Regions from separate parts of the Mus musculus genome. Here all the other regions are linked to region 2. A link is a contact called in public ChIA-PET and HiChIP or PLAC-seq data. All regions are on one chromosome and are shown on one strand. Each heading gives the region's core, a stretch centred on a gene start, on an enhancer-like site or on the middle of the called end of the contact. The rest is flanking DNA. Distances are from core to core; before and after follow the strand shown.

The links. ChIA-PET counts read pairs in DNA pulled down with a chosen protein or histone mark. HiChIP or PLAC-seq counts read pairs in DNA pulled down with a chosen protein or histone mark.
Region 1: a FOXA1 HiChIP or PLAC-seq map of pancreatic cancer cells shows a contact between it and region 2. The contact joins the enhancer-like site here to the promoter of Tgoln1 in region 2. A contact is called at or near these places in 1 of 115 datasets of contacts at active chromatin or transcription factors (pancreatic cancer cells) and 1 of 9 other capture datasets (adipose tissue).
Region 3: an HNF4G HiChIP or PLAC-seq map of pancreatic cancer cells shows a contact between it and region 2. The contact joins the enhancer-like site here to the promoter of Tgoln1 in region 2. A contact is called at or near these places in 1 of 484 Hi-C or Micro-C datasets (embryonic stem cells) and 1 of 115 datasets of contacts at active chromatin or transcription factors (pancreatic cancer cells).
Region 4: an H3K27ac HiChIP or PLAC-seq map of regulatory T cell precursor shows a contact between it and region 2, with 2.4 times the contacts expected there. The contact joins the enhancer-like site here to the promoter of Tgoln1 in region 2. A contact is called at or near these places in 1 of 484 Hi-C or Micro-C datasets (CD8 T cells) and 3 of 115 datasets of contacts at active chromatin or transcription factors (bone marrow-derived macrophages, memory CD8 T cells and regulatory T cell precursor).
Region 5: a contact with region 2 is called in an H3K4me3 HiChIP or PLAC-seq map of bone marrow-derived macrophages, with 2.8 times the contacts expected there. The contact joins the enhancer-like site here to the promoter of Tgoln1 in region 2. A contact is called at or near these places in 3 of 39 promoter capture datasets (3T3-L1-derived adipocytes, cranial neural crest and hippocampal neurons) and 2 of 115 datasets of contacts at active chromatin or transcription factors (bone marrow-derived macrophages and microglia).
Region 6: an RNA polymerase II ChIA-PET map of effector CD8 T cells shows a contact between it and region 2, with 33 read pairs. The contact joins the promoter of Tmsb10 here to the promoter of Tgoln1 in region 2. A contact is called at or near these places in 3 of 39 promoter capture datasets (the C10 cell line, hippocampal neurons and neural stem cells), 1 of 15 datasets of contacts at CTCF or cohesin (the NIH/3T3 cell line), 6 of 484 Hi-C or Micro-C datasets (CD4 T cells, the MNK3 cell line, embryonic stem cells and 2 more), 9 of 115 datasets of contacts at active chromatin or transcription factors (effector CD8 T cells, embryonic hindbrain, embryonic midbrain and 4 more) and 2 of 9 other capture datasets (adipose tissue and liver).
Region 7: a contact with region 2 is called in an H3K27ac HiChIP or PLAC-seq map of trophoblast stem cells, with 10 read pairs. The contact joins the enhancer-like site here to the promoter of Tgoln1 in region 2. A contact is called at or near these places in 1 of 39 promoter capture datasets (the HPC-7 cell line and HPC-7-derived erythroid cells), 1 of 484 Hi-C or Micro-C datasets (cortical neurons), 9 of 115 datasets of contacts at active chromatin or transcription factors (the 230-238 cell line, the SCID.adh cell line, differentiating embryonic stem cells and 4 more) and 2 of 9 other capture datasets (adipose tissue and pancreatic islet).

The regions. Positions count from the first base shown.
Region 1 is chr6:72,291,812-72,294,511 of GRCm38.p6, reverse strand. No RefSeq gene overlaps it. Among named protein-coding and RNA genes, the nearest start is that of Sftpb, 11 kb to the left of the region's middle. Within about 2 kb of position 1,336, at least 45 of the 459 cell types and tissues checked have an H3K27ac peak or open chromatin away from gene starts, as enhancers often do. A contact at or near this core is called in pancreatic cancer cells, where this site is marked.
Region 2 is chr6:72,615,749-72,618,448 of GRCm38.p6, reverse strand. Tgoln1 (trans-golgi network protein) reads left to right here and starts at 1,449. Exons shown (of 4, transcript NM_009443.3): 1 at 1,449-1,772; 2 at 2,000-2,700. The coding sequence starts at 1,727.
Region 3 is chr6:72,243,537-72,246,236 of GRCm38.p6, reverse strand. No RefSeq gene overlaps it. Among named protein-coding and RNA genes, the nearest start is that of Atoh8, 9.3 kb to the right of the region's middle. Within about 2 kb of position 1,441, at least 151 of the 459 cell types and tissues checked have an H3K27ac peak or open chromatin away from gene starts, as enhancers often do. A contact at or near this core is called in pancreatic cancer cells, where this site is marked.
Region 4 is chr6:72,992,610-72,995,309 of GRCm38.p6, reverse strand. No RefSeq gene overlaps it. Among named protein-coding and RNA genes, the nearest start is that of Gm31547, 13 kb to the left of the region's middle. Within about 2 kb of position 1,384, at least 62 of the 459 cell types and tissues checked have an H3K27ac peak or open chromatin away from gene starts, as enhancers often do. A contact at or near this core is called in CD8 T cells, memory CD8 T cells and regulatory T cell precursor, where this site is marked.
Region 5 is chr6:73,017,797-73,020,496 of GRCm38.p6, reverse strand. Dnah6 (dynein, axonemal, heavy chain 6) reads left to right here. Exons shown (of 77, transcript NM_001164669.1): 77 at 2,652-2,700. Gm20560 (a long non-coding RNA gene) reads right to left here. Exons shown (of 4, transcript XR_001785283.2): 2 at 2,688-2,700. Among named protein-coding and RNA genes, the nearest start is that of Gm20560, 7.2 kb to the right of the region's middle. Within about 2 kb of position 1,441, at least 5 of the 459 cell types and tissues checked have an H3K27ac peak or open chromatin away from gene starts, as enhancers often do. A contact at or near this core is called in bone marrow-derived macrophages, where this site is marked.
Region 6 is chr6:72,957,133-72,959,832 of GRCm38.p6, reverse strand. Tmsb10 (thymosin, beta 10) reads left to right here and starts at 1,350. Exons shown (of 3, transcript NM_025284.4): 1 at 1,350-1,496; 2 at 1,809-1,920; 3 at 2,181-2,486. The coding sequence starts at 1,821. The coding sequence ends at 2,215.
Region 7 is chr6:72,925,735-72,928,434 of GRCm38.p6, reverse strand. No RefSeq gene overlaps it. Among named protein-coding and RNA genes, the nearest start is that of Kcmf1, 27 kb to the right of the region's middle. Within about 2 kb of position 1,409, at least 175 of the 459 cell types and tissues checked have an H3K27ac peak or open chromatin away from gene starts, as enhancers often do. A contact at or near this core is called in adipose tissue, differentiating embryonic stem cells, embryonic stem cells and 2 more, where this site is marked.

The DNA of each region.
Region 1 (2,700 bases), core at 87-2,586, 320 kb after region 2:
TCTCAGACACTCTTCATCACAGTTTCTACTGTGCTTGAGAGCACCTTCAAGCTTGGACCTTTCTACAGCCAGTTGCAAATGGAGTCAGTCCATTTAGTGAACATCAGGAGTCTGTGTATCGTATTCTCCCTTAAACTGAGGCAAGGAGCATCCCTAATGGCAGCTTTCTCATGGATGCTGAGGTGGGATAGAAAGGCAGGAAACGGGATGGGAGAGTGGGTAAAAGCATCTGCAGCCAAGATGAATGACCCAAGTTCCTTCCCTGGGACTCACGTGGGAGAGAACAGACTCCTTAAACTGTCCTCTGTCCTCCATAAAATAAGTAAATTTTTTAAATTACAGGTCGTAGAAAGGGAAAGAACTCTGGGCGACAGAAGCTTCAAAACAAAAAAATCACAGCTGCTTAGAGGAATGCCGCTTAGAGGAGCACTACTCAGAGGAACACTGCTTAGAGGAGCACCACTTAGAGGAACACTGCTTAGAGGAGCATCGCTTAGAGGAGCACTGCCTCAAACCAGCAGCGGGGCGGACTTTGAGGCACGATACTTGTGGTCTTGAGTTCAGCTGTGTGAATGCCCCCCTCTCATTCCTAATTCTGGACAATTCCATTTACAAAAGGGAGTCCTTTAAGATAAGAGAGAGTTGGTCAAGGTGGTGTGCGTCTTCAGTAGGAGCAGAGGCTGAGGCAGGCGCGCCTCTGTGAGCTTGAGGTCAGCCTGCCCTCCATATTGAGTTCCGGGTCAGTCAGTGAGAACATTTTTATAAATTTTAAATTTTGCTTAAAACTTAAGCTTCGCTTAATCATTTACCTTGTGGTAAAAGCAGATACTTTGGAAACTAGAACTTCGCTGCAGAAGCCTCTACACAGCCATTCTGAAGACATCTAATGGCAACTCTCCCTACTGGAAAGCCCACTTAGGTGTGTGGCGCTCTTTTTCTATGAGTCACACTCTGTAAACATCCTGCCTAAGTGCCAACCGCGTGCTCTCCTTATCTCCACTTAAATAAGCCTGTCCACCTCGCTTCACTCCCATGTTTTGAAATTCTTTTCTGCAGCATAGGCAGGGATCTGACTTGACTTTAGTGGAGGTTCCTGAAGCAATGCTGGGCTGGGCCTCCCCACTTCTGATGACAGTGCCACAGAGTGTAGAGCCTCGGTCATTCTGTTCCTAACTTAGGGCATTCCAGCCATGTCTTCAAGGGTATTGATGGATATGAAGTCCAAGTAGTGGAGCAGGAAGTGTTTGTGGCCAAGCAGCCATGCCCAAGCTGTGGTTTGGCTGATCATTGTGTCAGCTCTGTTAATATTAATCTCGACAGGACAGCCACAGTGCCGCAGCAGGGCAGGGGGGAATCTGTGTTTGCTGCTGAGGAAATGCTGCTACGCAGAGGGATGTCTACAAAGCCTGTTTACTTTTCCTATGTTTGTCAGTCCAGTGTTCCTGGCCGTTCAGGTTCTGCGAGCCCAGATTCCGCAGAGATGGCGCCCTCAGAAGCTACTTTCCCTAAGAAGCATTGGCTCCTCCTCCCTTGGGTCAGCAAGGCAGCTAACAGCAGGATGGAAACCCACCATCTCTGCCCTTCCTTTGTGTGTCTCCTTTCCCTTGGGGTACCTGCTTGCCTCTGCAGGTCTACATATTAGTCCCACATGACTCTTGGAGGGTCTATCTAGCGTAACTCAGCCCCCTTCAGGGCTGAAGATGCTGAGAGAAGTCATTGACCTAAACGTGCAGCTACTGTAGACTCCAGAGAGAACATCACCTTGCAGTATACACTCTCTGCCCCCTCCACGCCCCGCCCAGAAGGGCTCTCACCTGTGATGAGTAGGCTAGGAGCACCCTGGGACAGAAGAGAGCATCTTGTAGAAACCAGACTGGTCCCCTCAAGGGATGGTGCTGATAAGGCATTCTTTGGACCACCTTGCAGAACTAGAATTGAGACAATCAACCAGGCCACACTGTGACCTCTAGCTCCCTGATGCTTCCTCTGTTAAAACTCATGCCAGCATCCCAAAGACAGACGTGAGGGCTGCTGGGTCCCTTTATCTGTCCCTCTTCACAGTGTGACTATCTGACCATATTGGATCAATACCCTCTCTGCTTTCACCATTACGTAGCTACTGAGCTGGTGTACTGGAGATAGGTGGCTACAACCTAGTTGCTGGGGCTTTTATAACCCAGAGTTTTACCTAAAAACTCTGCTTACACTGATTATAAGGGTTCTTTGCTTAATTCTTTTGTTGCTATGAAAAAAATGTCTGAGAAAAACAATTTAAAAGTGGAGACACTTTGGCTCACAGTCTGAAGGTACACAGTCTGAAAGTACAGTCAGAGATACACAATCTGAAGGTGCAATCCGCCACAATGGGAAAGTAATGGTGGTTGGAGTGTGAGGTGGTCACATTGCAGCTGCAGTCAGGAGGTAGAGAAATGAATGCTGGCACTTAGCTCTCCTCCTCCTCCTCCTCCTCCTCCTCCTCCTCCTCCTCCTCCTCCTCCTCCTCCTCTCCCTTCCCTCCCCCTCCCCCTCCTCCTCTTTCTCTCTGTGACAGGATCGCACAGGATCACACATGCAGCCCTGGATGGCCTGGAAATCATTATATAGACCAAGCTGGCCTCAGATTCAAAGAGATTCACTTGCTTTTGTCTCCTGAGTCTGTAATTTAAGACATGTACCACCATGCCCAGCCTACCGTCTCCT
Region 2 (2,700 bases), core at 200-2,699:
TGGGCCAAAAGACGATGTCAGGTCTCCTGAAACTGGAATTATAGACCGTTGTCGGGTGGCTTGTGGGCTCCAGGAATGGAATGTGGGTCCTCCGGAAGAGTAGTCAGTGTTCTTAAGCACTGAACCATCTCCCTAGACACTAAAGATGTCTGTTGCTGTTGTTTTTCAAGACAGAGTTTCTCTGTGTAACCCTGGCTATCCTGGAACTCACTCTGTAGATCAGGCTGGCCTGATTCAGAGATTTGCCTGCCTCTGCCTCCTGTGTGCTGGGACTAATGTTGTGTCCCACCATCACCTGGCTCTCTAAAAAAAGTTTTTTTAAGTATATTTCTTTTAAAATTCTATTTTGTTGTTTGCATTATAAGAATGTGTTGCTTGGGCTGGAGTGATAACTCAGCAGTTAAGAGCACCACTGACTGCTCTTCCAGAGGTACTGAGCTCAAATCCCAGCAACCATATGGTGGCTCACAATCATCTGTAACAAGACCTGATTCCCTCTTCCAGTGTCTGGTGACAGCTACAGTGTACTCACATATAATAAATAAAATAAACCTTAAAAAAAAAAAAAAGAATGTGTTGCTTGTGTGGTGTGGTGGTGCATGTCTTTAACCCCAGCACTCAAGAGGCAGAGGTAGGTGGATCTCTGTGATTGCAAGGCTAGCCTGGTCTACAGAGCGAGTTCTGTTAAACAGAAGAACCCTGTCTTGGAAAGAAAAAGAATATATATGTGGTGAATGAGACAAGAGTGTTTGTCTAGTGTGCATAGAACCACGATTTGATTGCTAGTACCACATAAATTGGAGACACAAGCCAGTAGTCCAGTAGGAAGATCAGAAACTCAAGGTCTTCCTGTTTGAGTAACAAAGTACCTTACTTCCTGGATTGGAGAGATGGCTCAGGGCTTGTTGCTCTCCCACAGGAACAGAGTTCAGTTTCCAACACCCACAGAGTTTGAAACGCTTGAAGCTCTAGCTCTAGGGCATCTGATGCCCTCATCTAGCCTCCAAGAGCACCTACACACAGGTGGCAGACACACATACACAAATAAAAATAGTAAATCTTTGATATTTTATTTCTTAAATAAATAAATAGCCCAACAGGGGCGTGGTGAGGCACCTGTAATCCCAAACACTCAGGAGGCAGCAGGTGCCCACATAGCAATATGGTTTCAAACACATAGAAATTCAGAAGAACAAACAAGAAATCAAAAACCTTGGTAAATTCAGAGGGCCCTGGATACAGCCAAGAAAGGGATTAGGATCAGGATGAAATGTGTTTGCTTCTAGATGGGCAAGTGCTGAAGAGAGTACATTTGTTTGTGAAGTGAGAAAGCAGCATCGGCAACGGAGAGGTTGGAAACACGAGCAGAGGATGCGACAAAGAGGCGCCCGGCCCCACGACCCTACATCATAAGCAGCGAAGGCGACGCAGCACCTGCCGGTCGCAACAGCTTCCGAAAAACGAGGCCAAGTGAACAAGAACGAGATCGCCGAGCCCCGCAGACTGCTGAGAAACAGAAGGGACTTGGGGGGGAATAAAGAGCTGGACTTGACTTCCGGCACTCTACCGGAACACACAGACAACGGCTGCTGTCGCCCGGTAGCCCCACCCCTAAGGCGGGGCTGCGCCGGAAGAGAAACAGTCCGCCGGAAAGGGAGGGGCCACGCTCGGGAAAATCTCGTGCGCCGCTCTCACGTCATCAGAGGGCGGAAGCGCAGACTGCAGGATGCGGTTCCAGGTTGCGTTGCTCCTGCTGAGTGTCGCGGTGGCGAGTAAGGACCCCCACCCCAGCCCAGCTCACTCTCCCCTTTAGGTTCCCCATTCCTCACCTTGGTGGGTCGCTACGGGAGCCGGCGTCTTTCTTGTCTGGCCCGACCCTGCTCTAGCCATCTCCGCTTTCCCATTCGGCCATCCCCGCTAGGCTCTCAGAAGTCAAGCCCGCTTCTCTTCTTCCGAGGACTTACTGTTTTTTGTTTTTTGTTTTTTCTGTTTGTTTCAGGAGCTCTGCCGTCCGTTTATAAGAGAGACGCCGACTCAGGTGACTCTCAGAATCCTCCGAATCAGCCTTCCAAACAGTCCTCCACTCCCCTGCCTTCTTCTAACCAGGTAAAGACTACAAGGCCGACCGACGGTCAGGGGCAGAAGTCAGATAAAAAAGACCAGGACAAGACGACTTTGGCAGCAGTTTCCAGTAAGGCGGAATCTGGGCCGCGGACCGCCGCGACCGATCACAGTTTGGGTGATTCCAGAAGGCAGCCCGAGAAAACGGATGCCGAGTTGAACGAAACTGCGCGGCCCCTCTCACCAGTCAACCCCAAACTGGAAAAGTCTGATCAGAGCTCCACAGAAGATTCAGGCAAGCCCACAGGAGGTAATTCTGGCAAGCCCACAGGAGGTGATTCTGGCAAGCCCACAGAAGCTGGTTCGAATAAGGCCACAGAAGATGATTCTGGCAAGTCCACGAAAGTTGATTTGGACAAGCCCACCTCCAAAATCTCCCCAGATACGGAGACTTCGAAGACTGACAAAGTCCAGCCAACTGAAAAAGGACAAAAACCAACACTTACTTCCAAAACTGAATCTGGGGAAACACTGGCAGGGGACTCTGACTTCTCTTTAAAGCCAGAGAAAGGAGATAAGTCTTCAGAGCCTACTGAAGACGTGGAAACCAAGGAGATTGAAGAGGGTGACACAGAGCCG
Region 3 (2,700 bases), core at 192-2,691, 370 kb after region 2:
CAGTGAACTTGAAAACTAGGTGACTAACTTCCTGGGGTCACCCCCAAGCTACCCCCTCTGCGCTAGTAGACTCTCATTTCTTTAGCATAAGGCATGTCTTGAATTTGGGTAAAAATATCCTTTGGACAAGTTTGAAGACTACTTTGCTTGAAGATTGTGAGGAGAGTCACTGGAGAAGGGCCAAGGGCCAAAGAACCTCCCAACCATTTCTAGAGGAGGAATTCCTTACCCTGGACAAAGAGAACCATCCAGGCTAGCCATCTGAGATTCACCTTCTCAGGAGCCAGTCAGATCAAGTTCGATCCAGCTGATGAGTGGCAGGGAGACACATCTGATGACATCCTAGGTGGCCCTGTCATGGTCTCCCTCTGGGCAACATTGGCTTTTCTCTTTCATTTTCTGCGAGTGAATTTCTGTTTCAGCAACCCTGTCTGTCACTACTCAGTCCCTACTGTCAGCCTCTTAGAACTCTGTCAAGCCCCTCACCCTGAGACCTCATTCATCTTGCTAGTTCTCCATCAGGTGCAGGGTCCTCTCTGTGGGGAGCTTGCACCATAGCAACAGTCAAAGAAGCTACCTGGGTCCCTTGGAGTGTTTACTCTCAACCCTCCCTTACAGTTTTCCAGCTCTCTGAAGCAGCTCAGCTTCTCTCGAGTCCCTGATCCCTAATGTCTGGCAAACTTTCTGGCTTGGATGGAGGGGAGGCAACCTCCACCTGAGTGTCTAGCTGCTCCCAGCACTCCAGTTCCTGACCATAACACTTTTAGCCATTCTGCTCATCTGTGTGTTGATGGCATCTAAGTCTGTCCGTCCTCATCCTGCTGCCTGCTGACCGCCTCTCTCTGCTCTCTGTCCTTGTACAGATAGGGGGGTCATTTAGCTCCAAGGCCATCCCCTAAACCGATCTAAGCACAAAGCCCCCAGACCAAGTCCATCAGTGAAGCTGTGAACCCATCTCTTTCCTGAGGAAGGACCCCCATGGAGCCTGACCTTCAGAATTCTGTCCCCACACGCCCTGGCCCTTGGCTAACAGGCCTTGGCGACACTCCCTTGCTCTGACACCTGGCCTTTGCCTGACCTCATGAGCAGGCCTGGGCGCCAGGCTCAGCCCTCCCTGGCTGGCCCATCCCCTGGCTGCCCAAGTCTGGCTTATGACATCTTTCCACTGAGCAGCCCTTATTTTGAGACAGCAAACCCAACGGCGCCCACAGGCATGTACACACGCTAGCACACGCGCTCACACACCCCGTCCCTCTAGCGCCCTGACACTGCACGAACTGGCCTTCAAATCTGGATGGCCGTGTTTACTTTTCTTCCTGTAATTTCCCCTTTGGAACAAACACCAGTGTTGACGCCCGACCACCCTCTCCTCACAGTCTCCAGTCTCCCCTCATCTTTCTCTCCTGTCCTCCCAGCTCGGCTATGAATGAGAACAGAGTCGTCTTTAGCAGAAGCCTGAATGAATTGGTCTCAGCCTCCAAGCCAGCACGAGAGGCGGGGTGCTGGGCAGCATGTGGGTTTGCTTCTTAAAACTCTTTGCACCCCCTGAAGCTTATATTTTTCTGTATGCCTTGGAGCACAGCTCTCGCCCTCCAGCCCCCTAACTCTAAAAGTTTATTTTGTTGCAGTTTTTGGTCCCACGGAGTTTTGTTTTCTGTTTTCTACAAGGGAGACTGAATTAGGGCCTCAGAAAAACAAGGCCAGGCTGCCAACTGGAAATGTTTGCTCTGGGGGCGAGTTCGGAGGCTGGCGTCAGGCGGGGCAAGATCCGTGCCAGTGGAATGTGATTTGGGGAGGAAGCTGCAGGTCACTCAATTGCTGGCAGGCGGCCCGGGAGCAACTGGATGCTTTCTGGGCTCTGTGTGTGCATGAAGACTTTTTTTCCCCTCATGCAAACAGAGCCCCAGAGATGTGGAGACAGAAGCACTAGGAACAAGTAGACAAGGGGCTGGAAAGAAGGGGGTGGGTAAAATGGGTGGAGCCGGTTGAGGGGCAAGATCCTGTTAGCCACGTTGTTCTGTACCCATTGAGTCCTTGGCTCAAAGGTGGAGGGGCACACTGGTGGGAGAGAGTGGGGGACCCTGTGACTGAGAAAGAAGCCTCCCAGTACAGGCACAGGCAACTTTTCTTGGAAAGCCCCCTCCCCCAGAGCAGGGTGTGTGAATGGACTCAGGTGTTCAGGGGGGGCTTCCTGGAGGAGGTGTGGGAGATACATTGTGCTATAAGGAAAGACTCTTTCGATCGCCTGCTAGTGGTTACTATTTGCCAAGCCTCTTTCATAAATAATCTTAATCCCTTTTTTTCTCCTTTCTCTTTTCTCTCTTCTCCTTTTTTGTTTGTTTGTTTGTTTTTTGAGACAGGGTTTCTCTGTGTAGCCCTGGCTGTCCTGGAACTCACTCTTTAGATCAGGCTGGCCTCCAACTCAGAAATCCGCCTGCTTCTGCCTCCCAAGTGCTGGGATTAAAGGCGTGCATCACCACTGCCTGGCTATTTTTCTCCTTTTTTGATACTGGGTATCCCATACTTACGCTAGCCTCAAACTCCTTATGTAGCTGAGGATGGCTTTAAACTTCTAATCCTCCTGCCTCCACCTCCTCAGTGCCAGGATTGCAGCAATGCACCGCCATACCCGGTGGGTATAGTGCTCTGACTGAACCCAAGGCTTTGTGTATGCTAGCTACCACACCCCTAGCCCTGACC
Region 4 (2,700 bases), core at 135-2,634, 380 kb before region 2:
CCTGGAAGCAAAAGCTGCCCTTCCCCCACTCAAAGAACAGCAGGGAGGACAAGGAGCTCAGAAGCAATGTCTCTCTGCAGGGGGAGAAACTGAGGCTTTCAAAGATCTACAGTCCTCTCTCTAAAGTTGCCATTAAGTGGCCCAAGAACCAGGTTCTATTACATTCTACTTATTTATTTGTCTATTTGTTTATTTGTCTGTTTATTATATATAATGTTGGGGGCAGGGAACACGTATCAGGATGCATATGTGGAGGTCAAAGGACAACTTCCCAGAGTCAGATCTCTCATTCCACCATGTGGGTCCCAAAGATGGAACTCAGGCTGTCAGGCTTGGTGTTGAGCATCTCTGTCCATTGAACCATCTTGCCAGCCCACAGGCTTTAAAGAACTTACCACGAGGCCTTACCATGCATACGGCTGTGCTTGCGATTCATTGTCTTTTGGCAATTAATGTTCTATTAAGTCGACCCAAGTGACACACATCTATAGTCCCAGCTAGTCTGGAAACAGGCAGGTGGATTTCTCAAGCCCAGAAATTCAGGGCCTTCCTGGGTAACAAAGCAGGGTTCCAACTCAAAAGAGAAAAAAAAAAAAAACTTTATTCAATGTACTGTCATTCAAGAGCTCTAGCTGAGCCTGGATCTTACAAGACTCTACTCAGCAACCCTTCCTGACCCCAGGAGACCTGCCCAAGAAACACTACACTAACATCAGTGAAGCCTTGGGGTACCAGCTTTCCCCAGCTTAGATTTACACAATTCACAAGCTTTTCTGCTTTTTGTACCTAGAGTGTGTGTGTGTCCCAGCTTAGATTTACACAATTCACAAGCTTTTCTGCTTTTTGTACCTAGAGTGTGTGTGTGTGTGTATGTGTGTATTATATATATATATGTATGTGATTATGTAATATACATATATATAAATGTATGTGTGAGTGAGTGGTTTCAGTGTCCACAGAGGTCGGAAGAGGGAGGACATCAGATCCTCTGGACTTAGAGTTACAGGCAAATGTTCTTAACTGCTGATCCATGTCTCCAAACACTCTAAAGTTGTATATTCATATATTCAAATATATATTTGCCAAGCTGGTATATATATATCTGTGACTTTGAGGCCAGCTTGGTCTACATAGTGAGTTCCAGGACAGCTAGGGATGTTATACAGAGAAACCCTGTCTAGGGGAGAAGAAAAAAAGCTGCCATGTGTGTAAAAGTTCAAAAGTTACATTTTAGTAAATAAACTGAGCCAAGTGCAGTGACAGTCTCAAGATTAGCCAACGTCAGTACATAGCAAGTTTGAAGCTAGTCTAGGCTACATGAGACGCTGTCTCAAAAAAGTTGGGGGGAGGGGGGGCTCTGGATGTTGGTAGAGTGCCTGGTGTGCACAAAGCCCTGATTTTATACCCCCCACATCCTCAATGCATAACACAGGGTTGGGTGGCACACCACTGTAACGCAGTGCAGGAGAGGCTGAGACCAGAGAGCCAAAGTTCTCAGTCATTCTCTAATACTCGGTGAGTCTGAAGCCAACCTGTGATCCATGAGATTGGGGAAGGAAGTCAGGGATGAAGAGGAGGAGAAAGGAAATAGAGAAAAGAAAGGAACCTTACCGTACAGGCTCCTTCAACTTACGCAGTTCTGTTCTGACAAACAGAACACCTGCCTCACTCCTGAAGCACAGCCACCGTCCTGAGGGCTATAGATACTGCTCTACCAGGCACGGCCTCAGCCACACAGGCAGGAAGACAGCCTCTGGGCCTCTAATCTGCAGTTCTTATCTTGCCTCTGCCGGGTGCCAAAGCCCCAGCCCAGAGCACTGACTGAACAGGTGTGTCTGCCTCTGCTGCCCTCAGACCCAGATCCTCAGCCGCAGGACAGTCTGTCTCCACAAACACAATCCACTAGCCCACTTCAGCATGACTCCCGTCCCCACATGCTAGGAACAAAAGCTGTGAACCTCAGTAGTTAAAAGAGAACAAAACTGAAAACATATCCCTTCTAAACCGCGTGGCAACAGTCCTCAAAAGAGAAAGACTTGCCTATGGCTGACTGAGACACAGGAAGCCACACCCTCAAGTCTTAGATTTGTAAGACACCTGTATAGTGCACAAAACAAAAAGCAAGGTTCCACAGGGGTACCTGGAGCCTTTGGCTCCTTGCATCCCAGGACCTATAGCACCTGTGTTTTCCCAAAATGACACCCAGCCACAGTGATATCACAACAAACTAGCCATGAGTTCCCCTTTTCATTCCATCCACGTTCACTGAGCACCTATTACTTCCAGACACTGAGAATACAGATGCAAATGCAATGGACAAGAACCCATTCAAGATCACGTAGCTGGGACGGGAAGGCAGCAAGCATCATTTTTAGCAGATCGGATTAAGTGCTACAGAGAAAACAAGCAAGGAAATAGACAAGAAGGATGAATTTGATCAGCAAAGGGCACATCATGAAACATGTGAGTCAAGAAGACTAGACAGAAGTAAAGGGGCATGCTTGTGGATAGATGGGGAAGAACTTTCCAAAAGAAGGAAGATCAAGAGAAAAGCTAGCAGACGAGAAAAGCAAGGATCAGTCAAGGGGTCTGTCCTCGTAGTGCTGTTGGGATTGTTTGTTGTTCGTGGCTTGATCTCTGCATCCTAGACTAGCCTCAAACATTCAGCGGAGGGTGATCCGGAAGCTGACTCTCCTTTCT
Region 5 (2,700 bases), core at 192-2,691, 400 kb before region 2:
TGGCCTGGACCTCCATCAGGAAGCGGGTGAGCATCTGATTGACTTTTTAGGATGTGGCAATTATTAAAACCATTCCATTAGGGGTTGGTTAAGCATTTTAAAAATTGGTTATTAAGCTTCAAGTGTCTACCAATGATTTAATATAAAATTTTATTTTTATGTAATAGTGTACATTTTATTTTATGTAATAGTATACATGTGAGTAAATGTAGTAGCGTCTTTTGGCCAGAAGAGGGCGTTTAAACCTGAGCGTGAGCTCATCCCTGTGCCTAAACCTTCTTCCTTCACAAAGATAGGAGATTCTGGGACTCCTAGTGGAACCAACCTGTTTGTGTCAACAAATATATTGTAGTGAGTGGCAAAGAGGCAGATTTATAGTTACAATTTTAATTTATTGTTAAAAGTGATTTAGGACACACATCATTGCTGTGGAGTGTGGCCCTTATTTAAACTCTGAATCTAAGTAACTGTCAAGTACCAATATAACATATACATATATATATGTGTGTATATATATATATATATGTGTATATATATATGTGTGTATATATATATGTGTGTATATATATATGTGTGTGTGTGTATATATATGCATATATATACATACAGTGTGTGTGTATAATGAGTTTATACATGTATGTATGCACACTAGAAAAATTTGAACAGCTCTTAGAAAGTAATATTTTAGCTATGATATTTGTGCCTTTAATAGTCAGGATTTAGAGACACATACCAAAATAGATGCAGCAAAAGTTTTTACGTAATATTTCTTCAAAATAATCTACAAGGCATGTGAAGTGTGTATCATGAGATGGATAAGGAAGGACCATTTATGCTTTAATTTTTTTTTCCACAAAAAAAGAAAAGCTAAGCATGATCAAACATGAACAGTGAACCCAGCTAACCTCTGAGAGCGCTCTAACAATTTCTCAGTCTGGTTTAGAACAACACAATAGTACTGTTTTCAAGGCAAGCTGAATTAAAGGCGGTCCAAGTCTCTTGTTAACTGTAGCAGCATGAAGAAGGACGAAAGCAGGTTCCCATTGTGATGAACACCTGAATTATTCTCAGATGTAAAACATGTTTCCTCACTAAGGGGTCCCCATCCACCCCCAGAGTAAGTTCAGCTAAGCCCCTGCGGTGCAGGCCCTGGTCCTGCCTGCAGACAGCAGCTTTGGTGAGCAGGTTCTGTAGTTCTAAAGCCCATTAAATCCCTTCTGTGGGAACACAGCCTTTATTTCTGCATCCTTTTCTTTCTCATTCATCCATCCATCTGTTTTGAGCCGGTCTCACTATCACTACGTAGCCCTGGCAGTTTGGAACCTGCCACGTAGTCCAAGCTGGGCCTCCAGCTCATAGAGATCCACATGTCTATGCCTGCCCAGCACTGTCCTTAACCTTCCAGTCACGCTCCATCCCTCTGTAGTAAGCAGCCAGCCTTTGCTTTCTTGAACGGCAGTCCACTACACAGCATGTGTGTCATGGCCATCCTGTTTGTCAGAAGCACAAGACCTCTGACATCAGCCCTCCAGGATGTCGGCGTAGGGCACGTGACATGAGACACACACACATGTCTGTCCCAATCATCTACCCCTTGGAGGTGCTTCTTGTCTAACTGTGAGCCAAGCAGATTGGACAGTAAATCCCTTAGTAGGGCGCCGGGAGGTTGAGTGGGAGGGGATTTTGGAAGGCAGCTACACTCATTTCTGGCCAACAGGGAATTGATTCTGCTTAAACCCAGTCAGTGGATGCAGGGGTTTAGTTGTATCCTGAGTCTTCCTCCAGACCCAGGGAAGGCCTCACATACTCCAGGCACTGATTGCCTGCATTGGGCCGGCACCCATAGAAGCATGGAGACAAATTTCTGGACTGCATAAAACCAGTAAATACACAGGGAAGGTGTCTAGAGCGGCTTGCCATGCTGTGGCACTGGAAAGCCAGGAATCCAATGGGCCAGAAAGGTGAAAAGGTAGAGGCACCCTCTGCTGGGTCCGAGGCTGCCTTCCCTGATGTCCATTCCACACCGATGGAATCTGAGAGAGTGGTGCAGAAGGAGCCATCGCCATCCGAGGGCACCATCTTCTTCTCAGTGGCCCCGTAGACAGCCACAGAAGGGAAAGAACTCCTGAAGAGTGACTTGCTGCACAGAACGGTTACACACTGAAGACAAAATGCCTGTCCCCGTACCTGTTCATCCCAGGAGCCCAAGAGTTTTCCAGTGTAGGATGGAGTGAAGGAAGGGCAGATAAATAGACGACCACATGTATAGATGCCCTACCTACCATTAGAAACCCCTAAGTCAGGCCTGAATCTCAGCCCAATGCTCCTAGGTTCAACCTACAGAAAACCTGAAACATACTCAGGAAGATATAAGCTCTAAGCCAGAGAGGCCTCAAAGCACCATGTATTCCAAAATCTCCTTTCTTATCGCCCAAAACTAGAACCTTCAGAGGGCTGTGCCCAGCATCTTCAGGTTCAGCCAGGTCTGGAGCTAGAGCCTCTTGACTCTCAGTAATCTTATCTCCGTGAATCCAGAGGTTACTGTTTAAATAACATCTCTTCTTTCCCACCCTGCCCACCCCCACCACCCCACCCCCACCACCACCCCCACCCTCCCACCACCCCACCACCACCCCCATATCATTTCTCAGGCCATTCAACCAACTTTGTGGTGACTGTCCTCTTACCCTCCAAGAGGAT
Region 6 (2,700 bases), core at 101-2,600, 340 kb before region 2:
CCTGGATATAGAAGATGGAGGGGTCCAGAATAACAAGAGAAAGGGGGCCTGAATACCAGTCACTATGCAATAAAAAGCACAAAGCCAGGCATGATAACACAGGCTTTTAGGCCTAACATTCAAGAAACAGGCCAATCTCTATGAGTTCAAATCCAGGCTGATCTACATACTGAGATCCATAAACATATGGCTACATAAACAGGTGACGCCCTTTCTAAAGAAAATAATTTTTTAAAAAGGAGACTAGTACAGAAATCACAGGATTGTGTTACATAAGAAACAACTTTCTTTAAAAGATTTATTTTTATTTTATGTGCATGAGTGTTTTATGCACACCAAACTCATACCTGGTGCCCAAGCAGGCCAGAAGAGGATGCCAAGTCTCCTAAAACTAGAGCTACAGATGCTTGTAAGCCACCGTGTGGGTGAGCCCCACGTGGATGAGACAACTCTCTACAACCCCCACCCCCACTAAACTGTTATTACTTCAAGCAAAGATATTTTGCTCTTTGTCTGTCTATCTGAACCATGAAGTTTGCCGTTCAGGAAATGTTTCTCCTCTTTTTCTTCTATCAGTAGAATATGCTCTATATTCAACACAGGAAAAGGGATGGGAGTGGGGATGGATGGCGTTTCAGCCCTGGGTGATATAATAGAACTCACTGTCCATGGGGGTTGTAGGAGCTGAAGAGGTAACTTTTTCAGGAGTGCAGTATCCCACTCCTGGAATGGGTTAACAAGAAAAAGCAAGGTTTGCAGGCACAGGAGCTTTTTCCCCTCTTTTTCCTTCTAAAAACCACATTGAAGGTTAACTGAAGGAGAAAAACCGCACCCTCCAGTACAGTGTTTCTAAAAGGCCACTGAGAAAAGGAACAGCGGAGCCCTCCCGGGAGTCCTAGCTCCCACCTCCGCCCTTAGACAATGCCTGAAAACAGCTTGTTTTAAGAAGCACCAACCACAAGAAAATAGAAAGAAGGAGACTCTGGAGAGCAAACGCAAGAGACTTGAGGCGACGCGGGTGGGGTGTCTCCCGCGAGCAGGGCTGCAGCAGAGCGCGCGTGCTCGCCCGCACACCCACAACCCTACACCACACATACATTCAACAAAACCCCAAGTCCTTCCCCGCTGCCCCCCCCCCCACGCCCTTCCCGCGGGGTGAGCAGCAGGCTCCTGGGTACTAGGAAAAGGAGATATATCAAGAAAAGAGACCACCGGGAGCTGGTGCCTGCCACCCTCCACGCGGGATCGCAACGGGTTAGGAACGCGGGCCGAGAAGGGCGGAGCCCCAGGCAGCCTGGAGATGCTGAGCGCCCCCCAGCCCCCGCGCGCGCTGGCCACGCCCTCCGCGCGGGCTGGCCACGCCCTCGTTGCGGCGGGCGAGAGGCGGGGCGGGGCGCGGTGTATATAAGACGAGGGGCGGGCGCCGCTCTTTTGTCTCTTGCTGCAGCAACGAGAGTGGGAGCACCTGGAGCGCGAGCTCGGAAGGAGAATCCACGGTAAGGCACAGCGCCGGCCTTGGGGCCTACCCTGGGTGGGGTCGGGCCAGTTTATGGCTGGCGGGCGCGTTCCCCTTCGGTTGCAACAGGCGACCCGGCGGTTTGGAATCTTCTGGGGCTAGCAGGCCACGCCCTGGGGCTTCGGAGGGAGGGTGTGGTGGACGAGTCTAGGATCCTCGGCCTCCGGGCTGCGGGAACGCCCAGGACTGGGAATGCCACGTTGAGAGGCGTTCGCGGAAGGCGCGGGATCCAGGACGCGCTGGTCACCCCCAAGCCCCTGGCCACCCATTATCACCTTGTTTCGCCCATCAGAGTTGTAAGAAAATGGCAGACAAGCCGGACATGGGGGAAATCGCCAGCTTCGATAAGGCCAAGCTGAAGAAAACCGAGACGCAGGAGAAGAACACCCTGCCGACCAAAGAGAGTAAGTGTGCCCCGGGTTCCCACCCCAGCGCTCCTCCCTTCCCTGCTGTGCCAGCCCGGCACCCCCACCCCCATCCGGCCACTATCTTCCCACCCCGAATCTAAGGCCACAGCCACCCTTCCAGTCACACAAAGCACTTTGTCTCTTCCAAACCCCTTCTCTGTCCGCAGGCCTCGTGGGTGCCTCACCCACACCAGGTTTGTGGGTTGGGTATGGGGGGCTGTAAGGTAGCTCCAATGACCACATCCCTCCCTTCGCAGCCATTGAACAGGAAAAGAGGAGTGAAATCTCCTAAAAGCCTAGGAAGATTTCCCCACCCCACCCCACCCCGCCCCATCATCTCCAAGACCCCCTCGTGATGTGGAGGAAGAGCCACCTGCAAGATGGACGCGAGCCACAAGCTGCACTGTGAAACCCGGGCACTCCGAGCCGATGCCACCGGCCCGCGGGTCTCTGAAGGGGACCCCTCCACTAATCGGACTGCCAAATTTCACCGGTTTGCCCTGGGATATTATAGAAAATTATTTGTATGATTGATGAAAATAAAAACACCTCGTGGCATGGTTGGCGTGGTCTGAATTTTTTAGTTGAGTATGCGTGGGCAGAGCGGTCTGGGAGTGAGTTGTGCCGCAGGGAGAGAGGAGGGGACGTGGTAGAATGGGTGAGGAGGATGTATCGTTTTTATTTTTGTTTTACGTGCTTCTCGACATGCGGTTTCCTGGGTTCTCAGTTGCTTCGCCCTTAATGCGATCCATGTCAATTTTAACCCCATTTTGAAAA
Region 7 (2,700 bases), core at 160-2,659, 310 kb before region 2:
AAATGTAGTTAAAAGATTTTTTAGAAGATTTAATTTTCTTTTTTAATTGACCAGGCAGTGGTGGTACACTTTTTTAATCTCAGCACTCGGGGACAGAGACTGACAGATCTCTTTGAGTTCAAGGCCAACCTGTGTGAGACCACAACAGGAAAAATAGACCTTACAGGTTGAGTTCTGTTTGCAATTAAGAATATATTCCTGTTTGTCCTACGTGTGTTTGAGCCATTTGCACCAGATGGACTTGATCCCATGTGGGCAAGAATTACATCAGAATGTACACTTGCCCCTGATGGATAGAAGGTCAATTGTGGGGTTTGCCTTTTTAAGCATCTGAAAACTGTGACTTGGGAGCATTTTCCTTAAAACTCAGGTGTGGGCCTGGCTAGAGTCCAGTAACCTGGCCAGTATTTAATTAAAGATTGTTTCAAATTTGGCTTGAAAGTGTGGTAGTGATCTTATTTTTGACAAATAGGATTATTGCCTGGTCTACAGAACAAGTTCCAGGATAGCCAAGGCTACACAGAAATCCTGTCTCAAAAGCAACAACAGCAAAAAGATGTGCATGTATCTACCGAGGCCAGCGGGGTCATCAGATCCTCCTGGAGCTGGAGTTACAGGCAATAGTAAGAAATCCGACATGGACTCTGAGCATCAAACTCATCCTCTGTAAGAACAGTGTGGGCTCTACTACACCATCTCTCCAGCCAAAGACCAAAGGAGAAGTATTAACAATGAAAACAGGAAGGTTTTCATTCCTAAAGCCTACATTTAAAAAAAAAAAAAATCATTAAGCCAGGATTAGTAGCATACCAGTTCCCAAGAGGCACTGGCAAAAGAGAAGCGAATTCCTGTGAGGCCTAGGTTATCCTGGCCTCCATAGGGAGTTCCCAACCATGTCAGCCTTGGCTACAGAGTGACACTTTAGCTTTAGAAAAGGAAAAAAGAAAACAGAAAAAAAGCCAAAGCTACTATAGCATCATAATGACATACTGCCAGTATACATCCCTAGGGTTTGTTGAGTGTCAGGTTGGGTGTGGGAAGACTTCAAGAGATCGAATGGCCATAGTAGACAGCAAGAGAGGATTACACTAGCATGGGAGGTTCCTTGGGGCCTGGGCCAGTATGGAGCCTGAGGTGTGCCTTGTCTATGCACTGTGGTCAGCACTCAGGCCCTCTCGACTTCTCACCTGGACCCCGGATCATTAGCAGGTGGGGGCAAGCTGCCTTGCCCCCACCTGCTGTCCAGATATGACTTCCTGTTTGGCAAGTTCTGAGGGTTCCTCTCCCTGCTCCTCAAACTCCCCTTTGTTCATAAACTTGGCATTCGACATCCCTAGCCCTTATCCCTCCCTTCAGCCAGCTGGAATTTCCTGTCCCACTGTCCTCCCAGCAGGAGATTCCATTCCCGGCTCTGAGTCACTTTGGGGTGACTCAAGTGTGACTCACTCCACCGAGGTCCCTCCCACTTCAACTTACCTCGGCTGGGTGTGGCTCCTGCCCATTCACTGGCAGGGATCTTCTTTCAGCCACAGCTGATGTGAGACTCCTCCCACATCCCAGGAACCTGGCATGAGAAAGGGACCCTCAACAAAGGAGCAATCTGGCCAGTGCCGAGGCTGCTAGATGACAGAAGCTCAAGCATTCCAAAGCCTGAACAAGAAGTCGCTGAGCTGGTTTCTCTGTCCCCACCCTCCTCAGACCCTGCCTCTAGCTACAATCAAGGCTCATCTGGCTTTTCAGAAACCCACCTTTCTGCCCCAAGGATCACTCCAAATACCCATTTCCAGCTGGGAGCAACTATGGATCACAGACTGAGCTAACAGTAGTTATGATCAGGAAAGTATTCAGTTTTAAGTAGGATACAAACTTATGTACTGAGCAGACAAAAACAAACACACAAAAATCTCACAGGAAATAGGAGATACTTTATTCTGGAGTCAAATCTGAGTGATCATGACCCAGGAACAAAAATTTAAGTCACCACAAATTCCATGTTCCAATGTGGTAACAGTCTGATGAAGTGTCGTTGTTGTAGTTTTGGTTTTCTGAGACAGGGTTTTTCTGTGTAGCCCTGGCTGCCCTGGAATGATGCTTGCTGGTTCATTTGCTGGCTTACTCCTCTCTGTCAAGGCTCTAACTTAACCAGCCTCTTAGACAACCCAGAAACGCCTACTTGGGGAATGGTTCTGCCAACAGTGGGTTGGCCCTCCCACATCCATCATTAATCAAGACAGTTTCCCACAGACATGCCCATAGGCCAATCTGATCTAAGCAACTCACATAAATCGGCTTGTGCACACCTGTAATCACAGCTCTTGGAAAGTAGAGGCAAGAAAATCAGGAGGTCAAGGTTAGCAATGATATCTCAGGGGGCTTAGAGACAGCGTGGAGTACACAAGACCTTGTCTTTAAAAAAAAAAAAAGGATGGGGAAGTGGGGTGGCGAGATGCTCTGTGGTGGTTTGAATGTACTTGACTCAGAGAGTGGCATTCTTAGGAGTTGTGGCCTTGTTGGAGTAGGTGTGGCCTTGTTGAAAGAAGTGTGTCACTATAAGTATGGGCTTTTATGAGACTTTCCTTTGTCAATGCAATTAATCTGATTCCTTAGGAAGACTCTTCAGACAACAAAAAGTAGCCATATTCTTCACCAAAAACAGTCTTAGGCCATATACTAACATTCTTCTCCTCTGAAACTTTTGAA